Regions from separate parts of the Mus musculus genome. Here all the other regions are linked to region 1. A link is a contact called in public HiCAR-type and HiChIP or PLAC-seq data. All regions are on one chromosome and are shown on one strand. Each heading gives the region's core, a stretch centred on a gene start, on an enhancer-like site or on the middle of the called end of the contact. The rest is flanking DNA. Distances are from core to core; before and after follow the strand shown.

What was found. HiCAR-type assays count read pairs that join an accessible place to other places. HiChIP or PLAC-seq counts read pairs in DNA pulled down with a chosen protein or histone mark.
Region 2: a HiCAR-type map of astrocytes shows a contact between it and region 1, with 6 times the contacts expected there. The contact joins the promoter of Prss35 here to the promoter of Elovl4 in region 1. A contact is called at or near these places in 1 of 39 promoter capture datasets (frontonasal cranial neural crest) and 1 of 115 datasets of contacts at active chromatin or transcription factors (astrocytes).
Region 3: a HiCAR-type map of astrocytes shows a contact between it and region 1, with 5 times the contacts expected there. The contact joins the promoter of A330041J22Rik here to the promoter of Elovl4 in region 1. A contact is called at or near these places in 2 of 39 promoter capture datasets (cranial neural crest and hippocampal neurons), 1 of 115 datasets of contacts at active chromatin or transcription factors (astrocytes) and 1 of 9 other capture datasets (liver).
Region 4: a contact with region 1 is called in an H3K4me3 HiChIP or PLAC-seq map of embryonic forebrain, with 8 times the contacts expected there. The contact joins the promoter of Rwdd2a here to the promoter of Elovl4 in region 1. A contact is called at or near these places in 1 of 39 promoter capture datasets (pre-B cells) and 2 of 115 datasets of contacts at active chromatin or transcription factors (astrocytes and embryonic forebrain).

The regions. Positions count from the first base shown.
Region 1 is chr9:83,804,756-83,807,779 of GRCm38.p6, forward strand. Elovl4 (elongation of very long chain fatty acids (FEN1/Elo2, SUR4/Elo3, yeast)-like 4) reads right to left here and starts at 1,550. Exons shown (of 6, transcript NM_148941.2): 1 at 1,184-1,550. The coding sequence starts at 1,283.
Region 2 is chr9:86,742,122-86,745,145 of GRCm38.p6, forward strand. It overlaps Prss35 (protease, serine 35), which reads left to right and starts at 1,512. Exons shown (of 2, transcript NM_178738.3): 1 at 1,512-1,685.
Region 3 is chr9:86,694,039-86,697,062 of GRCm38.p6, forward strand. It overlaps A330041J22Rik (RIKEN cDNA A330041J22 gene), which reads left to right and starts at 1,404. Exons shown (of 3, transcript NR_045835.1): 1 at 1,404-1,664. It overlaps Me1 (malic enzyme 1, NADP(+)-dependent, cytosolic), which reads right to left and starts at 1,876. Exons shown (of 14, transcript NM_008615.2): 1 at 1,635-1,876. The coding sequence starts at 1,712.
Region 4 is chr9:86,570,363-86,573,386 of GRCm38.p6, forward strand. Rwdd2a (RWD domain containing 2A) reads left to right here and starts at 1,626. Exons shown (of 3, transcript NM_001145969.1): 1 at 1,626-1,695; 2 at 2,475-2,701. The coding sequence starts at 2,501. Pgm3 (phosphoglucomutase 3) reads right to left here and starts at 1,480. Exons shown (of 13, transcript NM_028352.4): 1 at 1,368-1,480; 2 at 1-45. The coding sequence starts at 43.

The sequences.
Region 1 (3,024 bases), core at 300-2,799:
AACAAGTCATCGAAGCCTCCAGGTCGAAAAAGCGTTTGTCTCATACAGAAACAATTCCAGCAAGCATTTTGTTCACAGCACATACATCAAATGTCATTCTGTATCAAGCTATATATAACCCACTGTCTCGATTGCCCTAGCAACAGAACACAAAAAACTAAAGAAGAAACTTTTCACTTCTAAAGAAGACAGCCATCATAACCTATATTGCTAACATCCTCCGTTGCTAGAATACAGGGTCACACTGCAAACACACAACACAAATTTAAAGCCCCAAACTATTCCCTGGGATCCTTTAAACTTAACGTTTAAGGTCTCGGAAACTTTTTAAAGCAACAAAGCAAGTGAAGAAATGTTAAAACGTGAACATTTATGTTACAATTACTTCTGCTAGGAAAACTAAGTCACTCAATGACAGCCCTGCTCTGCAAACTCAACAGCTGAAGGGAAAGTTCGCTAATTTCAGTACACTGTACTTATGCTTATGCAGGCTTCTGAGCCATCCTCTAGGTGCTGCTGCGGAGACCCCCAGCCCAAAGCCTGCCTTCTTTCCCCTCCCCCTGACGGCACTGCACTGCGCAAAGCTCTCGCAGAGGGTAGCCTAACAGATTTGCTACTGGGAAACCACAAAAAAACTAACGTTCTTCAAGAAGCTAAATAATGTTATTTTACTTTTCAGTCGAAATTATACTACAAAGAGGTTAGCTAAATGGAAGAAGATAATGAGTGGTTTGTCAAAGTCTTCAAGGAAGCTGAAGTAGCGGAGAGACAGGTATAGTCGCAGCCCTCGTCCGCCTCCAGGCCTATCGCTCTATAAGGAGTACCAGTGCATAAGATAATAGGCGAGCTCGGGAAATGCGGGCGTCAGGGCAGGGTGGTTCCTTGGCTGCACTGGTAGCATCTGGTTAAGTCAGCTCCTGCATTCGCGGAGCTGAAGAGATGGGAGTGTTGAGGGGATGGGGGGTGGGGGGGAGTACGCCTTGAGAGTCTCATCTGATTAACCAGTGCACAACCGCGAGGTCCGCGGCGCCGCATCTGCGGGGACCCGAGCGCCCCCAACAGCCTCAAGGCGCTGGGTAGGGGGCGCAGGGCCTTGCCTAGCGCTGAAGCCGGGGACTGGCGTCTGAGCCGTGGGCAGCCCAAGGAACACCCAGAGGAGATGGGTGAGGCCCCTCGCCTGTACCTGCAATGGTCCAGGTCCAGCGATAGAACTCCACGGTGTCGTTGAATGCCGTGGACATCGCGTTCAGGACGCTGCCGGGCTCTGAGTCCAGCAGCCCCATCTTGGCGAGGAGAGGTACGAGCAGCGGCGAGAAGAGAGGCTCCGATGGACCGTGGGCGACTGCGGCGGGAACCCTGCTGGCAGCGGCGTCTCCTCCTCCTCCAGGCGCCGCGACTGGGGATGCAGGCGGAGAGCAGCGGCGAACAGCAGAGACAAGAAGCCGGAGGGCGGAGGAGGAGGAGGACCAGCCACGAGCGCCCAGCGCTGCTCCTCTCTGTCGCCGCGCGCTGCCGCAGCTCCAATCCCCTCGCCCGCATCACGTGGCCGCGCGGGGCGGGGCGGCGCCTCCTCTCGCCCCGGGCGCGGGGATGCTGCGGTCGCGAGTGGTGGCCGGCTTGCGCAGGCGCGCTAAGGCCAGCCCCGGGCCACCACCTGGGCCACAGGAACGCCGCAGGGGGACACCTCGTACCCAGTCCTCCTCCCCTGCCTTCCTGCCCACGGTTACCTCTGTTCTGCCGGATGCAACGTGGGAAACCGGACGGGAAAAAGTGGGAGTTTGTGGGCAAAGATGAAGTACGCGATGCATTTCTGGTTCTTGCCTATCATTCACCTCCATCACATGTGCTTTTGCTGTCTTCGCCTGTGGCACGTGCTTGTCACCCAGACAAGGAAATGCGGGTGGTTTCACTGTAAAGGAATGCCATTTGTCTTAAGCAGCGGCAAAGGAGAGTAGTCTGTGGTCACCCCGTAAATATTATTAGCATGTAGTTAAATCCTTGTGAGTATTGAAAACAGCGACACTGGCCGATCAAAGCAATATAATTGTACCAAATTAGGCTATTGGTAGTTCAGAGAGGATGGAGCCATAAGAATAGGCTAAAAGAGTCCACTTGCACCACATGAGATTCAGGTCAATCTGAAAGGGTGATGCTGAGGAGAAAAAGAGCAGTTGACTTGTGAGAAGAAAGCAGTCTCTATGAATAAATAGCAACAACAATAACTGCAGCAACAAAATCACACTATGCCATTTTTATAGTTTCTGACATAAAGCAAGATTTCAGTGAATGGTCCAATAACAAGTTCATATGCGTTTTATTCAGATGTGCCATCCACTTTTGTTTCGGCTTTTTTTCTCCACTTGACTGATTTAGAATGCTTATTTTAGAGGTCACTGAGTCAAATGCTCAACGTTGTTAACATGAGTACTACCTGAGCCCTAACTCTGTGCTATAAATAGCAAGTCATAAATATTTATGGTGACAAAATTATAACGCACATCACTTCAGAGCATAGTGGGAGTTGTTTAAGTAGAGAGAGCTTCGGCGAGGAAGGCTAATTAAAGGTAACTGATTTGCTATATAACTCAGACCCCCACAGCCTTCTTTACATGCTTTATTCTGAAATCAACCAAATGATATGATTTATTAATTTGTCAAATCTGCTTGCCAGAATGAAGTTTCTCAAATTAAAGAATTTCTTACACCTCAATTCCTAGTTACGAATCTAGTAACTACAAAGAATTCTAGTCAAATTTCATTTCCTTTGTTAATGTGAGTATGAGTTAGGTTTCCCTTTGCTTATGGTATTGGTTGCTACCTCTGTATTGTCTTGGAGTCTTGGATGTTTTTATGATGGAGAACAGATTCCTACCCTCACCTCACAAAATGTCACCGTCTTTGCTTATTTAATATAATGTGGAATCATTAAGGCAGCTTTATTCAAGAATTTTCTTGGAGCCTCTCTTCTACAGTGGAGGTCAGTTTGAGTTCCTTGTTCACTAGGGGGCGCCTGTCACATAAGGA
Region 2 (3,024 bases), core at 262-2,761, 2.9 Mb after region 1:
GTCTAGTCTCCCAGATCCACACTGCAGAATGAAACAGATAACCTCTCTCTACAAGTTGTCTTCTGGCCTCCACCCATGTACCATGGCAAACATGTGCTCCTCATATAACCAACCAACCCACCAACCAACCAACCAACCAATCAATGAATATAGTACAAAGAACCAGTTGTTCCATGATAGACTAGGCCTGTGAACTTATTTGATTCTTTGGTGCTATGAAGGTCAGAACTGACAGAGGTAGTTTATTTTATTTTCCTCTCCCTCTCCCTCTCCCCCTCCCCCCCTCTCTCTCTGTGTTGGGGGGCTATGGAGGTTAGTCAGGGGGCAGTTGTGAGCACAGGCTCTGAGGATGAAACCTTAAGTCTTGGGCATGCTTACGTGAATGCCCCATACACTGGACTACATTCCAAATACAGGACTCGGGGTTTCTTTTCTTTGCTCCAGACCTGCTTCCCAGTAAAAGCTGAAAAAGTAAAGCTTGTTGTGTTTTATAAAAAGGAAAGAAAGAAAGAACCAGGATATGTTTGGTAGAGTGAGGTATGGTGAGGTGGAAGGGGGTGCCTCTGTGGGTCTATACTGAGGCATCCTTTCCCCCTGAGAGACCAGTCACATATATAGTATATGTGTGATATAGTATGGAGTAGAGTTTATTTTGGGCAGGGGGAAGGGAGTTTAGGAGGGAGTAGAGACAGAAAGAGAGAAGGGGGGCAAGGAGAGGAGAAGAGAGGAGGGGAGGGGAGGGGTGGGGAGGGGAGGGGTGGGGAGGGGAGGGGTGGGGAGGGGAGTGGAAGGGAGGAGAGAAGCCAGCCATGAACACGTGGAGAGAGAGAGAGAGGTGGGAGGGGAATGTTGAGAGAAGGGTACAGAGAGGGAAGAGAGCAAGAGGATAAGTAAGGAGGGGGCAAATAGCCCCCCCCTTTTTTTTTTACTGAGTCAGTCATACCTAGCTGTTGCCAGGTAACTGTAGGGCAGAGCCTAGAAGGAATGCTGACAATGCTTTCCTCATACAATCTCCATCCCAAAGGAGTGCCCCATCCCGAGGAGAGAAGAAAGGAACAGAAAGAGTGTGATGGGAATTCTGTGGAGACCGGAGTGGGAGTATGCCAAACTTGGCTCAAAATAAAGCTACAGAAGTGAATCACAGGAGGCTGCACAAGTTGCTCCCTGGGTGTCCCAGTGTCCCAGCGTAGGCTCCTCACCTCTGCCTTTGGCCTTAGATGGAGACTCTTGGGTTGGAGGTAACCATAACCTTTACTCCCTTCGTGCTAATACTGATTAAGTTGGTTTAGGCATGCTGGCCGCTCCTCCTCCTCTTGTTTTTGCTGCTTTGTTTTTAAAACATTGGTTAAAACACGCCCTGGGTGCCTACATTCTTGCGAACCCATTTAGAGTTTTTTTCTAGCTCTTAACCATCGGTGTGCAGCAGGGATGCAGTGGTGTGTAAGCAGGATCCGCCCACCCCTCCCCTCTAAGTCAGCGTCATCGCCCCTTCCCCTCCCATCTCCAGCCACTCAGTGCAGCAGCCCCACTCTCGCCTGGTCCCGGACTCGGGGAAGCTCCGCTGAGAGGACCCTGCACTCTGCTGCCCACTAGGCTCCTGGCACCTTCCGTAGCCAGTGTCTGCATCCACCCGGATCCTTGCTGGGCAGCGCCCCTGGGACGGGAGGATACAGTAAGCATCTCAGGTAAGGATGAACTCACTGCACAGGAGGGCACCCTAGAGGCTGGACCACTCCTGAACAAGGCAGGACCCACAGGAGGAACACAGAAAAGCACTAAAGAAGGGATCACAGGCTGGCTGTTTTTTAGAGATCAACCACCCTTCTTCCATTCTGAATGAGTAACGGCCACTGCAAGGTTAACATCCGAGGAGTGAGTGATGTTTGCATTGGAATACAAATGGAATGCTTTCTGCTTAAACAGTACCAGAGGGGACCCTCTTTATTTTTGTGATTATTAACAGATGTCACTGGAAAAGGTGTAAAAACTTTTCCTGGAAAGAGGTTTGTCTCTTCCCTAAGTTGCTGCCGAAGTACTTTCTGCCTCTGTCTGCCTCATTCTCTCTCTGTCGCCCTGCCCTCTCTCCTCTCCCTTCTGCCTGGGTAGCGAAATGAACAGTGGAAGACCCGTGGGACGAGGAGGTGAGATGAAGTGGAGATCTTGGGCTTGCTTTAAAGGACCAGCCAGGGGTGAGTGGATTGAAAAAATAACCAAGTATTGAGAATTACCAAAGCTGAGTGAAGGGCACATGGAGATTAAATATTTCTCTTGCCTCATCTGTGTGTTGGTGTGTGTGTATGTGTGTCTGACTGTATGTAAGTGTGTGTTAGTATATGTGTAAATATGCATGTGTGTGTACGTGTGTGTATATATGTCTGTGTCTTTCTGTGTGTGTGTGTGTCTGTGTCTGTGTATGGGTGTGTGAGATCTTGAGACCTTTTATAATAATAAGAATTTTTGGAAAGTTGCAGCAACTCCCAAGCCTGATTGATCTGACTTCCATACCATCTTCAATTTGGAAAGTCGCTCTTCAGGGCTGAGGAGATGGTTCAGCAAATAGAAGGCTTTCCTCACACACATGAAGACCTGAGTTTGGATCCCCAGAACCCACAGAAAACCAGAGGAGATAGAATACATCTGAAATCCCAGTGCCCTATAGCAGATGGGGAGAGAACATAGGAGACTCTGTGAAAGCTTCTAGGGGGTTAGCCTGGCATATGACCACACTCAAGGTTGTCTTCTGACTTCCATGGGGTTCCATTTACTCACAAGAACCAAGGCGTGCACACACATGCAGAAAGATGTTGTCTGGTATATCAAGTCTCTTCTTCCCTGTCTTTATTAATTTTTCTGGCTTCTGACATCCCCCCCTCCCCGCCGCCAAGTTCATTTGTACAGAGAATTATAAAAGTCATAACTTGCTGACTGGAGAATTGTGTTTAAGATCTGGTTTATGATTTAGCAGAGAAAATGTTAAAATCCTAGCCAAATAAGAGCCAGGCTAGAAAGTGCCAATCAAACGGT
Region 3 (3,024 bases), core at 154-2,653, 2.9 Mb after region 1:
GGGATGGGATGGGCTGGCCTGTCTACCCACTCTTAACAAACATTTCAACCTTGACTTAAGAAAATCAAACAGGTTCTGCTACTCGTGTGATCTTGTCAAGGCGACCCATGATTTCGTCATAAGTCAGGACAGGCAGGTAACACGTGAGAGCCACAAGTGGCTTTGTCACACCAAAGTTTACCTTTGTTCTAGTGAAAATAGTCCTCGACCTACAGGATAATAAAATAGGAAGAAAAAAAATTCAAACTAGCAATTACATTGATTTTGAAGGAAAAATAAGTAGGAAACTTAAAATGTTTACACTACATAGCTATAAATAATCAAATAAAGATTTGTAGAAGTCACTACAAAAAAATTACAAACTCGCCGGGCGTGGTGGCGCACGCCTTTAATCCCAGCACTCGGGAGGCAGAGGCAGGCGGATTTCTGAGTTCGAGGCCAGCTTGGTCTACAGAGTGAGTTCCAGGACAGCCAGGGCTACACAGAGAAACCCTGTCTCGAAAAACCAAAAAAAAAAAAAAAAAAAAAAGAGTCATAAAAAAATTACAAACTCAAACTAGCTATAATGCGCAAAATAATCACACGTGTTTAAGTTATTAATAATGAGCACAAGTCACCCATAACATGACTAGAGAGAAATGCTGAGGTACACTTCTTAACGAAAAAGGAGGTTCACTAAAGTGATACCCTAAAAGACTTAACAGGCCTCCATGCTGACACTCATGTCACTCTCCACATACTGAAGAAATAGGAAATCAGATATGCACACACGTGCATGCACATATGTGCGTACGTGCGTGCACGCACGCACACACACACACACACACACACACACACACCATTCTAACAACCACCCACACTATAAAATAAGACCTAGTTACTTACAAAAGCAAACTGATCATTTCTAAAATGTTCTCATTTAGGGGAGATCTTGGGTATAGGGTGGGAGGAGAGATATCACAGCATGAGAAAAGGGAACTCTGATCTGGGGCATACATTGAATTTCCTTGTAATAAGAAAAGAAAAAAAGAGGACTGGTTTAAAAAAAAATAATAACTTTCCAAAAGTCAGAATTTAGAAAGGAAAATAAATGAATAAATAAAATAAATGACTGTACCGCCGTATCATGTAAGTTTTCCCACCTAGGCATGCACGTAGGGTTCAACAAGAAACCACCCACACCATACAACCAATGTCATCCCAGAAGCCAAGAGGCCCTGGAGCCCCCACATCTTGTGGATGGGATCCCAGGCACTCAGAGGCCATCTCTGTTCAAGGCAGGACCGGTAGGACCACTTGTCTCCACAGCAGCCTCCGGTCATTGCCAGTCCAGTCACCTGGACCGGGAAGGCACGTCGCGGCTGAGCTGGCCGCCCGCCTGCCACCCTCACGGAAAACGCTCGATTCCCACACTGGTCCACACTGCCCTTCCCGGGATGGGAAAGGGGCAGACAAAGAAGAGCGGACCACAAGTTACATCGCTCCCCGGGGTCCAGCATCGGGATGCTGAGAGGCGAGGGCGCCGGCTCCGCAGTGGCCTCCCGGGTGGGACGGTCCCCTCGGTGGCACGCAGGTCCCCGCGGCCCAGCGGCCGGCTGCGGGCACAGGGCGGCTCTCGGGGCCGCGGGGCTCACCTTGTTGAGATGCGGGTCCCGCGTCAGCAGGTAGCCGCGCTGGTGGGTGTGTCGGCGGCGGGGGGCTCGGGGCTCCATGGCTGGCACGGTGGCGGGGCGGACGCGGAGTGCGGCGGGCGGCGGCCGTGCGACGGAAGGCCCCGCGGCCGGGGGCGGGCGTGGGTGGCGAGAGGGGGTGGCGAGGCGGGAGGAGCCCGCGCCTAGCCGCCGCCGCCGCGGCCGGGCGGCCCGCGAGAAGCGCTGAGTCACGGCGGCATCGGCCGAGCCGCCGTGCGAGGGGGCGGGGGCGGGGCTCCGGCCAGGCTGGTGAACGCCAAGCGAGAGACCTGGGCCCCGACGGGTGAGGGGCGGGCCGCCTCGCTTCCTCGGCTCGTCCACTGTCCTCCCCTAACCCCAACGTCCTGGGTGCCAGCCATGCCCCCGGGGCCTGATGCAGGAGGGGGATCAACTTTGACCCAGAAAGTCCAGGCCTCGATGGCACTGGGCGAGAGGGCGACTCCCCGCCTGTATCTGAATAGCATAGGAGGGGAATTTCTTTTGAACGCGATAAGAGAAGAGGTGTTAAGAGTACACGGGTCCAGTGATCAGACCTATTGAGCTTAAGAAGGACTCCCCTGAGCGTTCTGGAAACCAAGATGTTCATTTTTGCAAGACTATATGGTTTCTTCTTTGAGGAAAGAGGGTGAGAATAAAAGGTCTTCCAGTATTCAAACCCTGTGGTTGCATTATTGATATTTCTACTTAAAGATTAAAGGACTGGAGAAGTAAGTCCCATGCCACTCAGGGATGTCTGATTAAAACAGAACAGAACAATCAAGCAGCCTTCAGACACCAAAGCCTTTTCTTTTTAGTGTAATCGCATGGCCAGATTCTATGGTATTCGCCTAAACACTGAGGAATGGTTATGGGGTTATATATTGCCTAGATACCTGTGAAATGTTTTCTAATTATTTTACTTTACTCTACCAGTACAACGATAGCTTTTAGGCTATGCTTGAATTCAGAAGTTTCTTTGGCCTGGCTTTTAAATTATCTAGACTCAGTTATTTTATAGAAAGCATTATATTAGCATTGCACAGTTCTTCAAAAACATTTCTTGTACTTAACATGACACCTTTCATTGTGAGTTTTACAACCCATAAATAATTTACCTCATAACATCTGAGAAAGGGGTATACTTTACAAAACTCCCTCTCCTAAATTAGATGAGGCGCATTGCAATTATAATGCTTTGTGTGAGTCAAAAACAGTTTAACAGCAGACCTGGAAGATACAAATTTCCAGGAGAAACCAATTCCAACAGTTTTAGTAGAATGAAGCTTTTATGACTTAAATTTAGAGATGTTGCTTGTCCATTGCTGTGGGACTTAAGGTCTATAGCAAGGATCGC
Region 4 (3,024 bases), core at 376-2,875, 2.8 Mb after region 1:
TGGCATGGAGTGCCGAGCGCTTACACACAGCCTCCAGATCCATGCCTACAAGAGTAAGAAATAAAAGAAGGGAAAGCTTTCAAGTACTGCTTGGTAAACTGCCAACTCAATGTAGCACATTTGTTTCAATGGGACCCTCTCCAGAGAACCACTTTTGGGAAGGCAGGGAAGAGAAAAGGAGACCCTGGAGTTAAAATTACCCAGAAGCCCCTGCCTAAACCATACCCTCCAGGACAGACTCGGGAGAGACACCAGCCACTGTCCACTCCTATTCCACTCTGTCTTCAGGATGAACTGTCCTAAAGTAATGCCATCACACCATCATTTTATGTTACAGAAGGGTCAACTCCCGGTGTGGGCCTCGGTTAATCATATAAAGTCTGGTGTGCGGCCAGTGAAAGGCTGAGGCTGAAGGTCAGAAACCTGGAATCCGTGTGGCTCTTTTGCTGTTCCTCTCAAGCTAGAAAGAAACAGTCCCAAAAGAAAAACAATGGACAGTCATTTCCTCTGGTCTGAGACCCAACCCCACCCCCACCCCCATCAGCTAGGCCATCTCACAGAAGCCTCACCAATCTCCATAAAGACAGGCATGGCAGCCTTCTAAAGTAACATCAAAAACAACTAACATCTACCATGCTACTTCCAACCTGTCATTTAAAAACAAGTGAGTGTGGGATACCTCCAATTCATTCAACTCGGGTTTTCCACTTCGGCCAGCGGTGTATTTGCAGAGCCACAAACTGTACTTCCTGGGTCAGCTCTATCCTAGTTTGCCCAGAGAGGGGGTGCTGTCCCTCCGCTAACAGCCACACCTCCTCGCTTTATTGTCCTTCCTTGCTTCTATACACAACACTACCAGAAGTGTGGGGAAATGTTTGCTTTTCTCCGGTTAGTAAAATAGATCATTCCCAAGCTACTTTAGTTATCAAACTTTTGTCCACAAGGACGAATATAATTTTGTAAAAAAAAAAAAAAATGACCCGTTGGTAATGTATCCCTATTATTCATAGGGGCGTCAACCACTCCTACGAAATTCAGAACTCTCAAAGGAAAATCACAGTCATAGAACAACGGCATGCTTCCACCCTTTAATGCATTTGGAGTTCTCGAACTAATTTCGATTAGGTATGGCAATGTTTATTAAAAGCCCTAACAGTGTTTGCTTCTTTCATTCAAACTGCCACCCTTGGGGATGCATCCTGCTCCGAGCTACTGATTGACTCGCGGCTCCGCGCACTACAGCGCGAGGACCTCAGGCACCTGGGCCGCGCGCAGCGTTGGATAGGTAGGTCCGGCAGTCATGCCCCAGCCTCAGCTGCCGATGAACCCCCACCCACAGCGGCCCGGCATTCTCCACGCCCGCTCACCTAGATCTGGAGCAAGAACGTTCTCTCCACAGGCGAGACGCGGCCGCGCAGTGCGCACCAAACCAACTCTCTCAGACCTCGCAGACGTGGCCCAGCTTTGCTTCCGGCCCGACGCCCCGCCCACACCAATCACAGCCCGGAAGGGCCGCTGAACCCGCCCCTGCACCACCAAGCCCCGCCCCGACCAATCGCGGCGGGTTGGTGTCTGTGGCCCCGCCCTATGCGCCAAGCCCCGCCCCCCAGCCGTCCGCGCGCTGCTCGCGCCCGCGGAACTGCGGCTGCGGTTCGGAGCGGGTTCGGGGCTGCTTGGCTTGAGTGATCTGAAAGGGTGAGGCTAAGGCGGCTAAGGCGGGCCGAAGGTTAGCTCCCGGGGTGGACAGCTGCGCCTTTCAGCCTGGGCCTCAGGGTCCCGGGTCCCTAAAGAACGGGAGCGTTGACGTCCCTCCGACCACCGAGATCACCTCCCAGCCCAGCCCCTGCCAGGCGAGGTCAGCGTCATCCCCGCGGGTCTTCACCCGCTTAGCCCTAGGCGTCACTTTATTAAGTGGAAATGGCTGAGACCCCTCCTCCCAGCCCCTGGCTCTGCGGTGGCGTCCCTATGCACCTGCGCGAGATGCTGCACCCCACTGCGGTCCGGGGAGGCTGTCCTCCGAGGGGGCCTGCGGATGGGGGCTGGCGGCGGGGATGACCTAGAGCCCTCCCCTCCGCACTGCAGGCATCCTTCCTAGCTGCGCAGGCTTGAGATCCAAGTGGGATTCCCGGGCCGGTCCCTGGTTTTCCCGGGATTGAGGCTGACCAGGAATACAGGTGTTTGCAACCACCGGCCACGAAATCTGTCACCCGAGCACCTGTTGAAAGCGCAGACTCCAGAATGGCCGGCAAGGGTGGGAAGGAGAGACAAGGATTCTGGGGTTTGAGGGAGCATTTTAAAGGATGTTGTGCGTACTAGATTGGGGGGGGGGGGCTAGGAGAGAAATCTAAAGTGTATGGATGCGTGCCCGTAGCTCTCTACAAACAGCGGGACTGCCTCTTAGAAAAGGGACCTTGGGAAAATTTCCTGGACACCAGTCGTCATTTACAACCCCATTATTTCTGGGCCTTTTCCAGGTTTCCAAGCCGGCTGATTTGGAGACATGTCAGGGTCAGTAAAAGAAAGCCTTCAGCTTCAGCTGCTGGAGATGGAAATGCTGTTTTCTATGTTTCCTAATCAAGGAGAAGTAAAACTCGAAGATGTAAACGCCCTAACAAACATAAAGAGGTATCTGGAAGGCACCAGGGAGGCGCTCCCACCCAACATCGAATTTGTCATCACGCTCCAAATTGAGGAGCCCAAGGTGGGTGCTTTCATTGGTCCTAAGTGTTTCTGGGTGCCTATCGTGTTTTGCTTTTAATGTGTATGCGTGTTTCCCCCTCATGTATGTCTGTTCATCATGTGCATGCAGTGCCCCCTGGAGGCCAGAACTGCATGTGGGAACCTAGAATTGGACCCTGATCCTCTGGAAGAGCAGCCAGTGCTCTTAATGGCATAGCCCCAGGTATCCACTTGTTAACTGGAAAACCCAAAGCATGAGCTTCCTGTCCAGGTAACAAATAGACAATTTCAAATCCCAGGATGCGTTTGGAAGGAAAATGTACCAAACATGAGATGGTCCATAAA